Regions from separate parts of the Zea mays genome. Here region 1 is linked to region 2. Evidence: chromatin contacts called from public Hi-C data. All regions are on one chromosome and are shown on one strand. Each heading gives the region's core, a stretch centred on a gene start, on an enhancer-like site or on the middle of the called end of the contact. The rest is flanking DNA. Distances are from core to core; before and after follow the strand shown. Region 1 holds the start of LOC103653153 (serine/threonine-protein kinase-like protein CCR4). Region 2 holds the start of LOC103653150 (U-box domain-containing protein 4).

Region 1 (6,779 bases), core at 1,659-4,158, 280 kb after region 2:
CGACGCGGCGGCGCCCGTGCCGCCGCTGGCCAGGGACAGCCCGAAGTCGGACACCTTGGCCGTCCAGTCGCCGTCGAGCAGGATGTTGGAGGGCTTCACGTCGCGGTGTATGATGGCTGGCACGGCGTAGCAATGCAGGTACTCCACGCCGCGCGCCGCGTCCAGCGCCACCCGGAGCCGCGTCTCCCACGACGCGAACAGCGGCGAGTACCCGCCGACGTCGTTGCGCCGCCCGCTGCCGTGGAGGTGGTCGTGGAGCGCGCCGTGGGGCATGAACTCGAACACCAGGATGCGCTCGCCGCGCTCCTCGCAGAAACCCAGCAGCTGCACCAGGTTGCGGTGGTTCACCCGCGACAGCAGCCGCAGCTCCGCACGGAACGCGCGCTCCGCGTCGAAGCGGCGGCGCCGCCGCCCACCGCTGCCGCTGCGCTCCGCGCGCTTGATCGCCACCTCGCGCCCGTCGGGGAGCCTGGCGCGGTACACCGACCCGAAGCTGCCGCTCCCGATCTTCTTCTCCTCCGAGAAGCCGTCGGTGACGCGCGACAGGTCACGAAGCGTGAACTCCTCGCATCCGAGCGGCGGGACCGGCGGCGCCGGCATGGCCGTGGCCTCCACATCGCGGCACAGCCGCCGGGACGACGACTCCCCGAGACGCAGCGTCAGCGTCTTCTTGTTGTCCCGCTTCCTGTACGACACGAGGTACAGCGCCACCGCAGCCGCCGCGAGCACCGCGGCGCCGGCGCCGCCCACGCTGAGCGCGACGGCCAGGGTCCTGGCCTTCCTCTTCCCGCTGTCGTCGTCTCCGGCTGCCGATCGCTCCCTACCGTTGGTGATGAGGAGCCTAGAAGCGTTCAGCCGCACCGCGCAGGCTTGGCAGACGGCGAGCTCCTCGCCGCCCTCGGAGCCGCCGCTGCCACAGAGCGCGCCGGAGCCGGAGATGATGTCGCAGGGGCAGCTCTTCTTGTGCGTGCAGGCGCCGGGCATGGTGCTGTTGTAGACCAGGCTACCGCCGGTGCCGAATCTGTCGGTCCTCCCCCAGCACGCGACGGAGTAGTTGCTCCTGAGGATGCCGCACACCGCGCCCCCGTCGGCCTCGATGGCCAGGAAGTCCGCGTTCCGGTACTGGTCCGGCACCTGGACGGCGCCCCAGCACTGGACCCTGCCGATGCCGGAGAGGATGCAGGTGGAGCCGTTGCCGAGTGCCATGGCCAGCATGTCGGCCGGCAGCTCGTGTGCCGGCACGTTGGGGACGTCGCCGTCGTCGTCGCCCCAGCAGCCGAATCCACCCTCTGCGTCGACGGCGCAGGCGTGGCGGTGGCCGGCGGCGATGGTCGCGAAGGCCGCGGGGGCGGGAGCCAGCGACGGCGCGGTCATGGCGCCGAAGCAGCTCATGCTGGTGTTATCGAGCTTGTCGATGCCGCAGAGGAAGTCGTGGCCCAGCGCGATGCGGGAGAAGTCGAGGCCTTTCGGGAGGGCGAGGCGCGGCCACTCCCAGCAGCTGGGGCCGTGGTCGTCGGAGAGGCCGCAGGCGTGGGAGCCGCCGGCGCTGAGCGAGCGAAGCGAGGGGCCCCAGTAGAGGCGGCGGCCGACGGGGCGGGAGCGGTTGGCCGCGAACTCCTCGGAGAAGGACCACCAGCGCATGGCGGCGTGGCCGCCGAGCGGCGCCATGAGGCCGCACAGGAAGTCGGTCCCGGCGGCGATGGCGTTGTAGGGGATGTCAGCGGAGGGGTAGACGAACTGCTGGCCGTCGGGGAGCGAGGTGCAGCGCAGCTTGGAAGAGCCTGGTGGCCCCGCTCCCGCGTCATCGGCGCTGGTGACGAGCGCGCAGACGAGCGTGGCGTTGGGCGCGTGGGAGATGGCGACCGTGGAGAACTGCCGCGACGCCGCGCACGCGTCGACGATCAGGAGGAGGACGGCGGCGACGAAAGCAAGACTCGTGCTCGTGCTCGTCAGGAGGAAAAGACGGCGGTGGCCGGCGTGGGCATGGCTAGACATTGGCATCCGGAGGGAGGAGACGACATGAGCGCGCGAGGTTGCCGTTGCTTGCCCCGGCCCTGCCGCGCTGGACTGCTACGGTACGCGAGGGGAGGAGAGATCGGGAATCGACAATCGAGTGGGTGCCTTGGCTTCGCTTGGATTTTCGCTTTTTGTTTGTTTCTAGTAGGTGAGCGCGCGCCCATGGAGGGAAAGAAACGCGTTTGCGTGGAGTTTTCTTTTAAAAAAAACAAATATATTTCTCTCTTCCCCCCCCCCCCCCCCCCCCCCCCCTTCGTTCTTTCTTTCTTTAGTTACAATAATATATAAAAAAACAAGCAAGAAGCTGCTGCTCCACAGGCTCCAGAGATGAGGGGTTGGTTTGGTAGACTTGACTTGGTCCATTTCAGATTCAAGTGTCAATGGAGAAGAGATCCCTGCTGATGCTCTCGATTTTTGTCTGCCAGCAGCCAGTCAGTTTCTGGATCAACACGGATTTCATCCCTCCCATTCTTTCTACGATTGTACTCTTCTTCCATCCACTCATTCTCGTGTCATCAACCGACCAAGGAAACCTAGGGGAAGGACTTGTTAGACACATCCACACACATGCATGGTCTTTTGGGTTAGAAAGGTTTTGCAGCTTTCGTACTCCTGCTACTTGCCTGCAGTACACTCGACTCGAGGTTGGTTAGGTTTACAGCTCACTTACTCAAGAAGGGAACCACCTTGTACTGCCAAAAGTCATTCAGCAAAGATTAGATTGCCCGGGATGCTTAAAACACCCTTCAAGAATGGCGATGCCGCAGATTTCCTCTTCACTGTGCGGCACATGCATACCGCCATTCATACCATCATAGTATAATGCACTACTAGTCTCAAGGAACCTCCTCACAGAGGTAGGTGACAGGTCTACAGCACAACTGATTCCAGAATGTCAGAGCAAATATTCAAGTCCGAATCATCAATCATGTATGTATCCCAGTCTGATCTTCTGTTGGGGCGAAGAGCATCTCTTTTCTTTTTCCTCTCTCTGGTCAGGTGGGCAGTTGGGGAGAAGAATTTGCCCAGACAATAAACAAACCCTTCAGATCATCAAATTATATGGGAGGGTGTTTCGTCAGACCAAGAGCCCTATTCCAGGGCGGCAAGCAAATGGACCAACATGTGGCTATCACAATTACCCCCCACATAAAATAAAATAAAATAAAAATCAAACAGAATTCTGAATCCATATGCCGCCTACAGAGATGGGAGCACGCCTCAAACTAATCTCGCACCCACATGTATGTATAAACTACTAATCAGCCTCAGCATTCCAACCTGCTTCCATGTCTTGAGGGGTACAGCTTTTGCCAAAGTCAGCGCCGCTACCTACCTGGAGCTTCACTTCACAGAAAAACCAGGCTCCCAGAAATACCTACCGCTTCATTATTGCCGCCATGGCTACATGCAGAGGGCTCGCCTTCACCGGGGCTCGGCGTCGCGGACGGAACAGGGAATGTCGCCCCCTGAAAGTGCTGCTCCAGTTGCTGGGGAAGAGGCTCGCACGGAGTTGCAGGAATAAAGGGTTCTCCTGCTGAATAGGATAGTCCTCCATTTCAATCTCTTGGCTGGTGGTCTCTGTCTGCCCCTGTGATGACACGACACAAAAGCTGAGCTTTACCTTTTTCCATAGATTCATAGCCGGCATGCAACAATGACTTTGTGCCCACTGTAGTTGTTGCCTCTGGCACTACTACATAAGATGTGCGGGTCATAACAAAGAGAAACAGCACAGAGACAGTAAGCCACTAACAGGTGTACCGACAACAGGGCATGTCAGTGGGACCAAAACCAGATTGCCCAGGTGACACTCGAGCAGACATAGGACAAGATGAGGAATGAAGTCAAACTGTGAATCAAAAGATCCCAACCACTAAGCAATATAGCTTATATAGAACCTTTTTTTTCCTGTACTAATCCTAGCATATTATCAAGTAAGGGCTTGTTCGGTTAGCTCTCAATCCATATGGATTGAGCGGGATTGGATGGGTTTGAATCCCAAACAGCTCAAACTTCTTCACAATTTTTTCCAATCCCATCCAATCCATGTGTATTGGGAATAACCGAACAAGCCCTAAGAATGGCAACATACACATGGAAACAAAATTCTGAGGCTGTCCTGAAAGTCTGGCTATAGTTACCTTTTGCTGGTGATGCTCAACATCAGAGTACTCGTTAGGCTGAATGCCAGTGGGGGTGTGCTCTTCGTTACTGTTCATATCTCTATACTCAGTCTGTCCTTTTTCCACCAAATATTGTCTGGAACCCTCGTCTTCATAGTCAAGAAGCACCAAACTAGATGTCTGATCAACGGACAACTTTCCAACATCTTCCATCTGAATCTCAGAATCGTTTGCTTCTGATGCCTCTTTGTACACATAAGTTTGTGACGGCTGCTCCTGGCTAGAGCAAGTGTCATGATTACCAATATTATTAGCACCAGAGTTTCCCTGACAAGCAAAACATATATTAGTTCAAGGTGAATACAACCTGCGTGCTTGAAAACACCTCTAGTCCTTTACGCTCGGAGAATAAGAACATCACAACATGTAGTATAGAGAGTAAAAAAAACATTGATTGTGCCATGACTAAGTATACAGTGAGAAAAGCCAAAATTGATACTTGGAATGATTCAAGCAGATGTAATATATACCCAACATCATCTTGATATGTAAGCAACTAAGCATTACTTTGATGTTCAGATTTCAGAAAGATAGAAATAGAAAATTGGAGAATTTGGGTGCCTATTTCTTCTTAATTAAAAAGACACCTAGTTCCTCCTAGGTTGGTCGAGTTTTCCAGAAACAGAAAATTGCAGAAACAAGAGTGCCATTATTCAAACGGAGACATTGTAATATGAGTATACTACTTTGATGTTAACGACAAAGAGTTGCAGATAACAGAGGCATGGTTGTTCAATTGAAAGAAGTGTCATATGAGTCTTCCAGAACACCAAAATGGCAACAGAAACATGGAGAAATAAAATTAAAGCGCATTTGGGAAGACCCCTTGACCAAAAAGCATAACAACAGAAATAAAATGATGTAGATGTTCAAGCTAACCTCCATGTCATGCTGCTCAGAAGGGTTACTATCCATTGCAGCAGTTTCATTATCTATAACAGCCACTATTTCATCCCTTTCTTTCTTACGCCTTGTAACTTGACAAACAGCACATATGCAGTCACTTTTATGGCGATCGTTCCTGCAGTCAAACATCATGTAAGAACGCTAAACAATATAGTCAATATGGCCCTCCTACTAATTCTCCTAAAGAAAAGAAAAAAACAATAAACATCTTCTAAAGCATTACAGGTCCATTCCAACTTTCAAAGGAACCATCATCGGAAAAATTCAGTGTTTCCAGTGGCGGAGCTTGACCATAGAAATAAAGGGGAGCAGTTCATAGAACTCTAAATTAAACAACAATGAACAGTATCGATTTCACTGTTTAACTAGTGGAAAATTGCATTGGCAGGGGAGGCAATAGCCCACTTTGGCCTTAACCAAGCTCTGCCCCTGAGACTGAGGTCACCAGCACGAATAAGTTGGCGTGCAAAACACTGTTCTGACGCTGTAGATTGTGGGCTTTAAAACACACAGTACGATAGGTCATAGGTGATTGTCCACTGGTGAGCTCAGTGACTCAGTCTGAGTGTTTCTAAGAGGAATAAATATACATGATCTTAGTGTTGAGTAGTGAAGGTCTAAATCAATACTCTTTTCAGAGACAATAGACTAGCTATGTAACACGTTTAATTGATACAATATCAGACATGGAAATGGAACAGCACTGAAAGACCCTGAACCTGAAGAGGTGGACGATTTCAGAAGAGATGCATGATTTCTCTTATGATCTTTGAATATTCCAGTTTTCCACTTATTCTTAACTAAATAACTAGCCAATATGCAAGTGAGGGCACTGTTGCCTGTTGACGTCGGTTTCATGTGATGGGATGGTGGTGCAGAACACACCACCAGAAACCGAGATTGTATAAGTAAATATCATCCATAAGCATCCCAAACCGAAATTGAAAATCCCATACCAGCATTTGGCATAAGACTAAAAGGGTCAAGTCATAACCTAATGAAGTGTTTAACGTTGCAGAATGCCTAGCATGTGCTCTGATGGGGTGGGTGTGGTCATCTTTTTTCCACGTCGAACTCGAATATTTTCCTTTATTTCCAACCTCTATTTGCCAGTACCACAATACATCATAATTGTCACATGAGGGATGAAAACCGTTTCCGAAAATCCCATAACCGGGGCCTCGTAATCGTATCGTTTCCGTAAAGACAATGTTGTTTCCGAAAATTACCGTTTTTAAAATTTGAATTTCAAATATCTATCAACATCATATTGTAGTCGCCAACAAGTAGATTAATTATGAAATCGGGTAAATTTCCGACCGACCGGCAACCGTTTTCGTATAGACGATATCGTTTCCGACCGTTTCCGATCGTTTTCATCCCATCTACATTTGTGCTGAAGTTGCACGACACATCAGCTTCGCTTCATGATAGTTTAGCCTCTAGAATAGATTAAGAACTTGCATGCAGCTGCCGGGATAGGTTAATGGCATACCCTGGGCGTCGCCTTTTGTTCTTAACCTTGCTTTTTGAGTGGCCTTTCGCATCCTCATCGCCAGGGTTGTCATTGCCGCCTACATAATATCTGGGTAAATCATATATGGGAGCACACGTAAAGGGAAAGGGAAATTCCAGATGGGTCGAAATGGATGACAGTTATGTGTAAGAATA
Region 2 (7,193 bases), core at 552-3,051:
TTCAAAGGTTATTGTACAGAAGAATGATAACTTTAATTAACGCAATACGTGACGAACCATAATTAATGTTAGCCTGAAAGTTGAATATATGACTCTTCAAAATGCTTCAATTACTATAAGTATCTATGCTGACAAGAGCTAAGAAGTTACAATGGACCGAAAGTTCAACTCATTAAGAATTTAAGATGATAGCGTCAGCCTAATGCCTTATCTTGTTAGTGTAAATGCTAGTCAACAAGAAAAAAAGAGACAGGGAGTATAATAGGGTTAAATAGTTTTACTAACCAATAAATCGTAAATGCAAAACATTTGTATCTAGTGGATGCATGTATTATACAGATTACAGAATTTTATCATAAAAGAATCAAAAGAGAATCAGCTTCCTAGTAATAACTGGAAAAGATGCACTGCTGATAAAAACAACAGACTGGTTTTCCTTGGGTAGCATAAGTCTAACTGTCTAAGACATATAATATATGGAAAGTGGAATGAAGAAGTGAGAAGTGAGTATCTTGACTTGTATAGTCCTATGCACTTACGAAATACATTTTGCTGGTTGTCTGGTGCCAGTTTCCAATAAGGCCTGAAGCTTCATTGACAGCGGTGTCAAGGTCTCTTAAGACCTCATCGAGTTGCTCTTCGGGAGACTTGCAAAGATCTTCAAGAAGGGGGGTCACGATGCTTGAGATATCATATACATTTTTGCAATACTTGTGAATAGGCTTGGGTCTCGCAGTAGAGACATCAGATGTTAGGGCGCCAAGACAGGAGATACTGTTGAGCAGAGTGGCTGGAGAGAGATTATCCATCAACCCTGTTCAAGAACCCATACATGTGAACTCACAGCTACCGAAAATGGAAGACAAACATATGTGTTGTCTGAAACCCAGTTAGGTCTTTCTGATTCACCAGCACGTCCTAAAGGTCGAATTGCCGTTACGGTTCCCCTGTATGTCGGCAGCGCAAAAAGGCGGGAAGTAGGTAACCGACAGCAATCAAGCAGCGGATGTAAAAGGTATTTCACGTTGAACATGTGGCAGTAGCAAGCTGGAGCAGGGCAATATCGCAATCGCAGGAGGCAACAGTCAGCAGTGGTGTTGCTGACTTTGCTGGAATGGCAGCCAGGGGCCGAACGTGGAATAGCACCGTAATTAGCCTAGGATTTGAATGCATGATCACCGGAGATAATAAGACTGTAAACAAGAGGCTTAGAGAGAACAGAGAAGGGTCTTGAGAAATGAGAACTCCTACCTTCCTCGGTAAGGACATGCCATTTCAGGGATGGAGGCAACCCATGGAGCCAGGAAGCAATCTATCTGGACGCAGGGAGTGGGACAAATGCTGCGCCTGAATGGAGTTGGGGAGTCGGGGGAACCCTAGGAGGCTAGGATGGACCGGAATGAGCGAGCGGGAGGAAGCAAAAGCAAGGGAGGTGATGATCCGCGCTGCGCGGGTGACGGCGAAAAATAGTAACCCTAGGCCCCTACCGGGCAGGCAGGATAGAGGGGAAGCGGGAAGAGGAGGGAAGGTGGAGACTGACCTGTCCTGGCGTCGCGCGGGGACGGAGGAGATCCAGGGGGCGGAGGTTATGTCGGTGGATCGGGTCGGAGGGATCCCCTCTCTCACTTTCTCTCCTCTCCTCCGGTGACGCGCAGCGGGGAGCGGAGGCGGAGGCGGAGGCGGAGGCGGATGCGAGAAGCCGACGACGAGACGACGAAGGAAGAGAAGAGAGAGAATGGACAGAGGAGGACTCGTCGCTTTTTTTTCCTTCTATTTTTCGTTGACAAGTCACTTTAGTGCTGATGCTGATCGTCCCCTCGAGTCAACCTGGAGCTATACTCGATAATTGTGTCATATTATATAGTAATATAATGTATTTTTAATACTCTCTCTGTCATTTCATTAAAAATTACTATTAATTTTTAATGGTATATCATTTAAGCATGTAATATACTTTAAATAATATACTTTTAATTTTTATTATTTGCAAAATAATAATAATAATAATAATAATAATAATAATAATAATAATAATAATAATAATAATAATAATAATAATAATAATAATAATAATAATAATGTAAACGGTGCTTGTACAACTTCAAGCCCACCTCTGTCTACTGCCTCTTCAGCTCTTGGTGAGGAAGTTTGCTCCTAAGTCCTAATACTTTGGTACATACCAACGGGGAAACTAGAACTATTATTATACCCTACTAGATTGGAGTCGTCAGTGGCTTTTCTTTCACCTTCCATTTTTTTTAGTAATACCTTCATTTTCGAATATTTATTGCTCACTAATTCATTTTTAAATTAAAACATGATAAGTAAAAAAAAGAATGAAACCATCTTTTTTTTCTCCTCTTTCTCCTCCATACTGTATTGGCTCGATCAGACACTAATTTCTGTGGATATAACATAACCATCATTGTTTCGCTTCAAGTCTGGCTGGCATTACCAAATGTTTTTGTATGCTTCATGGTTTGTCTCTAAACCTTGGATCGCCATTAGTTGTTGTGTCGATGATGCAGAAGTACGGGTAAGCTAGATATGGATGCAAACAGCAGAATATTCCATGTTCTTGCACATGGCAAATTCTATATAATTATGGGGGTACAAAGTAGGCTCCTTTTGAAAGGCACACATGAGCATGCCTATACCATGTGTTTATTCATGTTCCTCTATCAGTTCAGAGAGATTGCCATGAACATGCTTGATTAGTTGATTGCCTTCATTTGGCAGAGAAACCAATATCCTAAGATTGGCTGGTGAACAGGGGTGCTCTCACGTGAAGATGTTATGGGACAGAGGAAGATTCTTAATTATGTAGGATGTGCACAGCATAGCCTGTTTGTCCGTTCATGCTTTCTATCCGGCAGATCGACAGAGACAAAGAGAGTTGTTGCTGCATGCTATTGCTACTTCGCTAGCACAAAATGACATGCACATGAACTTGTCTGCATGCAGCTTTTCAGCCCAGAGGAGAAAGTTAAGGGTTCCTTGTAGAATATATATTCTTGTTTTCTTATTCTTATTTTCCAACTTTATTCTTGTTTAGGAATCAATCTAAATGTGTAGCTAACAGCCCAACCAGTAACTAACAGTTAATTAGCTGCCTGGATCAAACGATTTATTTCTTAAACTTACTGTCTAGATCACCATCTGCAGAACCATTTGGAAAATCGATTTCTATACGACCTTTTCATCCTCTAAATACTTGTCATATCCTGTTGCGCTCTATCTTTGACTAGCGAGAAATATCTAGATACCTAATTAAAAATCAAGCAGATAGTTTTTTTTCTCACCAAGATATCTATTTGCATTGTATATCCATGAGAAAGAACATAAACAACATGAAGTTGCTCTAAGACTCTTCATCTTTGCCGGACCTGCAACAACTTGGATAAACTTGGGCGTGGTGACCTTTTTGTTTACTTCTTACCGCCGGTTTGTAAAATGGTAACGACGAACACCACTTTTAGCGACGCCGAGCAAAACTGACGGTGATGAAGTTGTTGTTGTTGTTGTTGTTGTTGTTGTTGTTGTTGTTGTTGTTGTTGTTGTTGTTGTTGTTGTTGTTGTTGTTGTAATGATGAGGAGGTTGGCAACTAATGCAAATGGAGAGGTATAGTATACCTACTAGCCAACTGCTGCTAGCTACTGTATATATATACGAGCTGATGATCAGCAACGGACGATGGATGGATCAGATGCGGGACAAAACCAACGCTGGCAAGCTAGCTAGCTCTGAAAGCAGAGGCAGTTGGATCTATATATCTGCAGGAACAAACAGTACCTGTACGTCTCCCTCACACACAGCAGGACAGGCCGGACAGGCCAGGCAGATCAGCGTAGACGATGATGCTTGCTGGAGTACCGGCTCCTTCCTACTATCTCATGCATGCAGGAGTACGTACGTAGATGCAGGTTGTTAGCGGTTAGTTCAAGCGTTTGGTGTGCTGCTCCATCGATCACTCATCAAGCCCATGCAATACAGTTCGGTTCAGTTCATGCATGTATGCATCGTGTGGCCGACGGTGCCACAACGTCGCTATACATTTGCTTTTTCTTCTTCTTTTTATAAAGTCCAGCAAATTAACGGAGGGCAAGGCAAACAAAATGACAAGGATGAATCATGTAGGCACAACAAGAACACGAAGCACGTCGCCAGCCTCTCTTGTCATTGGATGTTCGAACGTCTAAGTCCAACTCTCGTTTTCCTTTGACTTCACCTAATAGGACACCAAAATGACACTTCCAATATATGTGCTATAAACAAGGACATATTATTAATTCTGGATAGCCAAATCCAGGGACCAAAAGAAACAAATTAAACATACACTTACTTTGTTCTTGTTATCACATTCAAACTCAAGCGAACCCTTGGGTGCAAAAAAAAAATGCACCTTCGCAATCACACAAAGAAGAGTTCTTAATGCGTTCATCGATGGAGAATCGGGGGAAGCGGAACCCAGTGCTAGAAGTGCTTGTGTCTCTCTCCACCAATCATTAGAAAGTAAGTACATTGCATTAAAGTTTTTAGGACCATCTATGCATTGAAATAGAAAACACCTCTAATGGTCCCAAATATGTTAATGACACCAACTTATCATTGATTTAATAGTATATAACAAGGAACACCAATTTTTTTACAAATAATTATTTACATTAAAGCAACAACATATGTAGAAGCATCGTATACTTGTGACCTGATGTCTCGATTGAGACACAACCTTGCTTACTAGAATCATAGTTTCTTGTTAAGACGCTCCTGCATCTATAAAAACAGAGGGACATGTGTATTCTATTAAGACGCTCCTGCATTTATAAAAACAGAGGGGCCTAATAGAACGATTCTCTTTGTATTATACATCAACCTAATTGTCGGCGTTTCGAGACAGGGGGGTCCCTAAGCCGACGAGTGAGTGTGCTGCGTGCCCCAGCCCAGATGGGTCGAGCGCGTGGGCGAGCGCGAAGGGGGGAGAGGCGAGGTGGCCGGAGCCGAGCGTGAGAGAGGTGGAAGTCCCGCGGCCTTCGTGTTCGTCCCGCGCCCAGGTCAGGTGCGCTTGCAGTAGGGGGGTTACAAGCGTCCACGCGGGTGAGGGAAGCGAGCGGCCCCAAGAGAGCGCCTGTCCCGTCCTCGGTCCCGCGCGGCCAACCTTCTCTGAGAAGGCCCTGGTCCTTCCTTTTATAGTCGTAAGGAGAGGATCCAGGTGTACAATGGGGATGTAGCAGAGTGCTACGTGTCTAGCGGAGGGAGAGCTAGCGCCCTAGGTACATGCCAATGTGGCAGCCGGAGAGATTTGGGCACCCTGCTGGCGTGATGTCGTGGCTGTCGGAGGTGCGGCGGAGCCTGATGGAGGGACAGCTGTTGGAGCGGTCGAGTCCCTGCTGACGTTGTCCTGCTTTCGTAAGAGAGCTGGGGGCCGCCGTCGTCATAGAGCTTGTGGAGCGCCATCATTGCCTCTCTGGCGGAGCTGGCCGGATGAGACGCCGGTCTTGTTCTCCGTGACCCGAGTCGATTCGGGGTAGGATGATGATGGCGCCTCCTGTTGACGTGGCGGTCTGTGCCCTAGGCAGGGCGACGTGGGGTTTCCTCCGAAGCCGAGGTTGAGTCTGCCTTCTGTTGCCGTGGCCGAGCCCGAGCCAAGGGGTCGGGCGAGGCGGAAGTCGTTCGGCCGAGGCCAGGGCGGAGTCCGAGCCCTGGGGTCGGGCGAGGCGGAGTTTCGTCGTCTTCCGGGTCTTAGCCCGAGTCCGAGCCCTGGGGTCGGGCGGAGCGGAGTTCGCCGTCTTCCGGGTCTTAGCCCGAGTCCGAGCCCTGGGGTCGGGCGGAGCGGAGTTCGCCGTCTTCCGGGTCTTAGCCCGAGTCCGAGCCCTGGGGTCGGGCGGAGCGGAGTTCGCCGTGGCGCCTTTGGCAAGGCCTGATTGCCTGTCAGACTCACTCTGTCGAGTGGCACTGCAGTCGGAGTGGCGCAGGCGGCGCTGTCCTTCTGTCAGACTGGCCAGTGGAGCGGTGGAGTGACGGCGGTCACCTCGGCTCTGCCGGGGGCGCGTGTCAGGATAGAGGTGTCAGGCCACCTTTGCGTTAAATGCCCCTGCAATTTGGTCAGTTAGTGTGGTGATTTAGTCAAGGTTGCTTCTGAGCGAAGCCAAGGCCTTGGGCGAGCCGGTGATGTGTCCGCCATAAAAAGGGGGCCTCGGGCGAGACGGAAGTCTCTCGAGGTCGGCTGCCTTTGGCCGAGGCTAGGCTCGGGTGAAGCGTGATCGAGTCACTCGTGTGGACTGATCCCTGACTTAATCGTGCCCATCAGGCCTTTGCAGCTTTATGCTGATGGGGGTTACCAGCTGAGAATTAGGCGCCTTGAGGGTACCCCTAATTATGGTCCCCGACAGTAGCCCCCGAGCCTCGAAGGGAGTGTTAGCACTCGCTTGGAGGCTTTTGTCGCACTTTTTTGCAAGGGGACCAGCCTTTCTCGGTTGCATTTCGTTCCGGTGGGTGCGCGCGAGCGCACCCGCCGGGTGTAGCCCCCGAGGCCTCGGAGGAGTGGTTACACTCCTTCGAGGTCTTAATACTTCGCTTAACGCTTCGGCTGGTCTGGTCGTTCCCTCATGCGAACTGGCCGTAGCCCGGGTGCACGGTCGGGGCCCAAGCTCTCGGGCTGGTATGTTGACGCTGTCAACGATTTGGCCGGAGCCGGTTTTTGCGAGAGCAGCCCCCGAGCCTCTGCACAGGGCGAGAGGACGATCAGGGACAGACTCGGCTTTTTACATACGCCCCTACGTCGCCTTTCCGCAAGGAGGAGGGGGGAGTGCGCCATGTTACCCTCGATGGGCACCGAACATGGTGTCTCCGGTGAGCTGCAAGCGGGTAATCCGAGTGGACGTCCGTGCCCCGTTCGTTGGGGGTCGACTAGGGGCCCAGAGGCACGCCCAAAAGTACCTGCGGGTGATTTGTCGGACCCGGTCCCCTGGCGACGGGGTCCGAGGGCTCGATGCCTCCCTCCGATGGGATTCCATTACAAGATCGTTCCCGCTGGTCTCGGAAATGTCCTAGGGTACCTCGGGAGCGCAGCCCGAGCCTCGGTTATGTATCGAACGTACCCCTGGTCATCCCTCGCTCGGTGTCTGAGGCGACTGTGAACCCTTCGGGGGCCAGCCTTCGAACCCCTGATCAGTAATGGGCGCGGAGCCCGAGT

Evidence for each region. Hi-C and Micro-C count contacts between places; a contact is called where the count stands out from the background.
Region 1: a Hi-C map of ear shows a contact between it and region 2, with 2.1 times the contacts expected there. The contact joins the promoter of LOC103653153 here to the promoter of LOC103653150 in region 2. A contact is called at or near these places in 3 of 25 Hi-C or Micro-C datasets (ear, leaf and leaf mesophyll).

What each region holds. Positions count from the first base shown.
Region 1 is chr4:41,576,814-41,583,592 of Zm-B73-REFERENCE-NAM-5.0, forward strand. LOC103653153 (serine/threonine-protein kinase-like protein CCR4) reads right to left here and starts at 2,909. Exons shown (of 1, transcript XM_008680115.3): 1 at 1-2,909. The coding sequence starts at 2,001. LOC100192704 (DNA-binding bromodomain-containing protein) reads right to left here. Exons shown (of 8, transcript NM_001317179.1): 5 at 6,604-6,682; 6 at 5,082-5,223; 7 at 4,161-4,469; 8 at 3,051-3,607. The coding sequence ends at 3,395.
Region 2 is chr4:41,301,739-41,308,931 of Zm-B73-REFERENCE-NAM-5.0, forward strand. It overlaps LOC103653150 (U-box domain-containing protein 4), which reads right to left and starts at 1,802. Exons shown (of 5, transcript XM_008680112.4): 1 at 1,541-1,802; 2 at 540-814. The coding sequence starts at 809.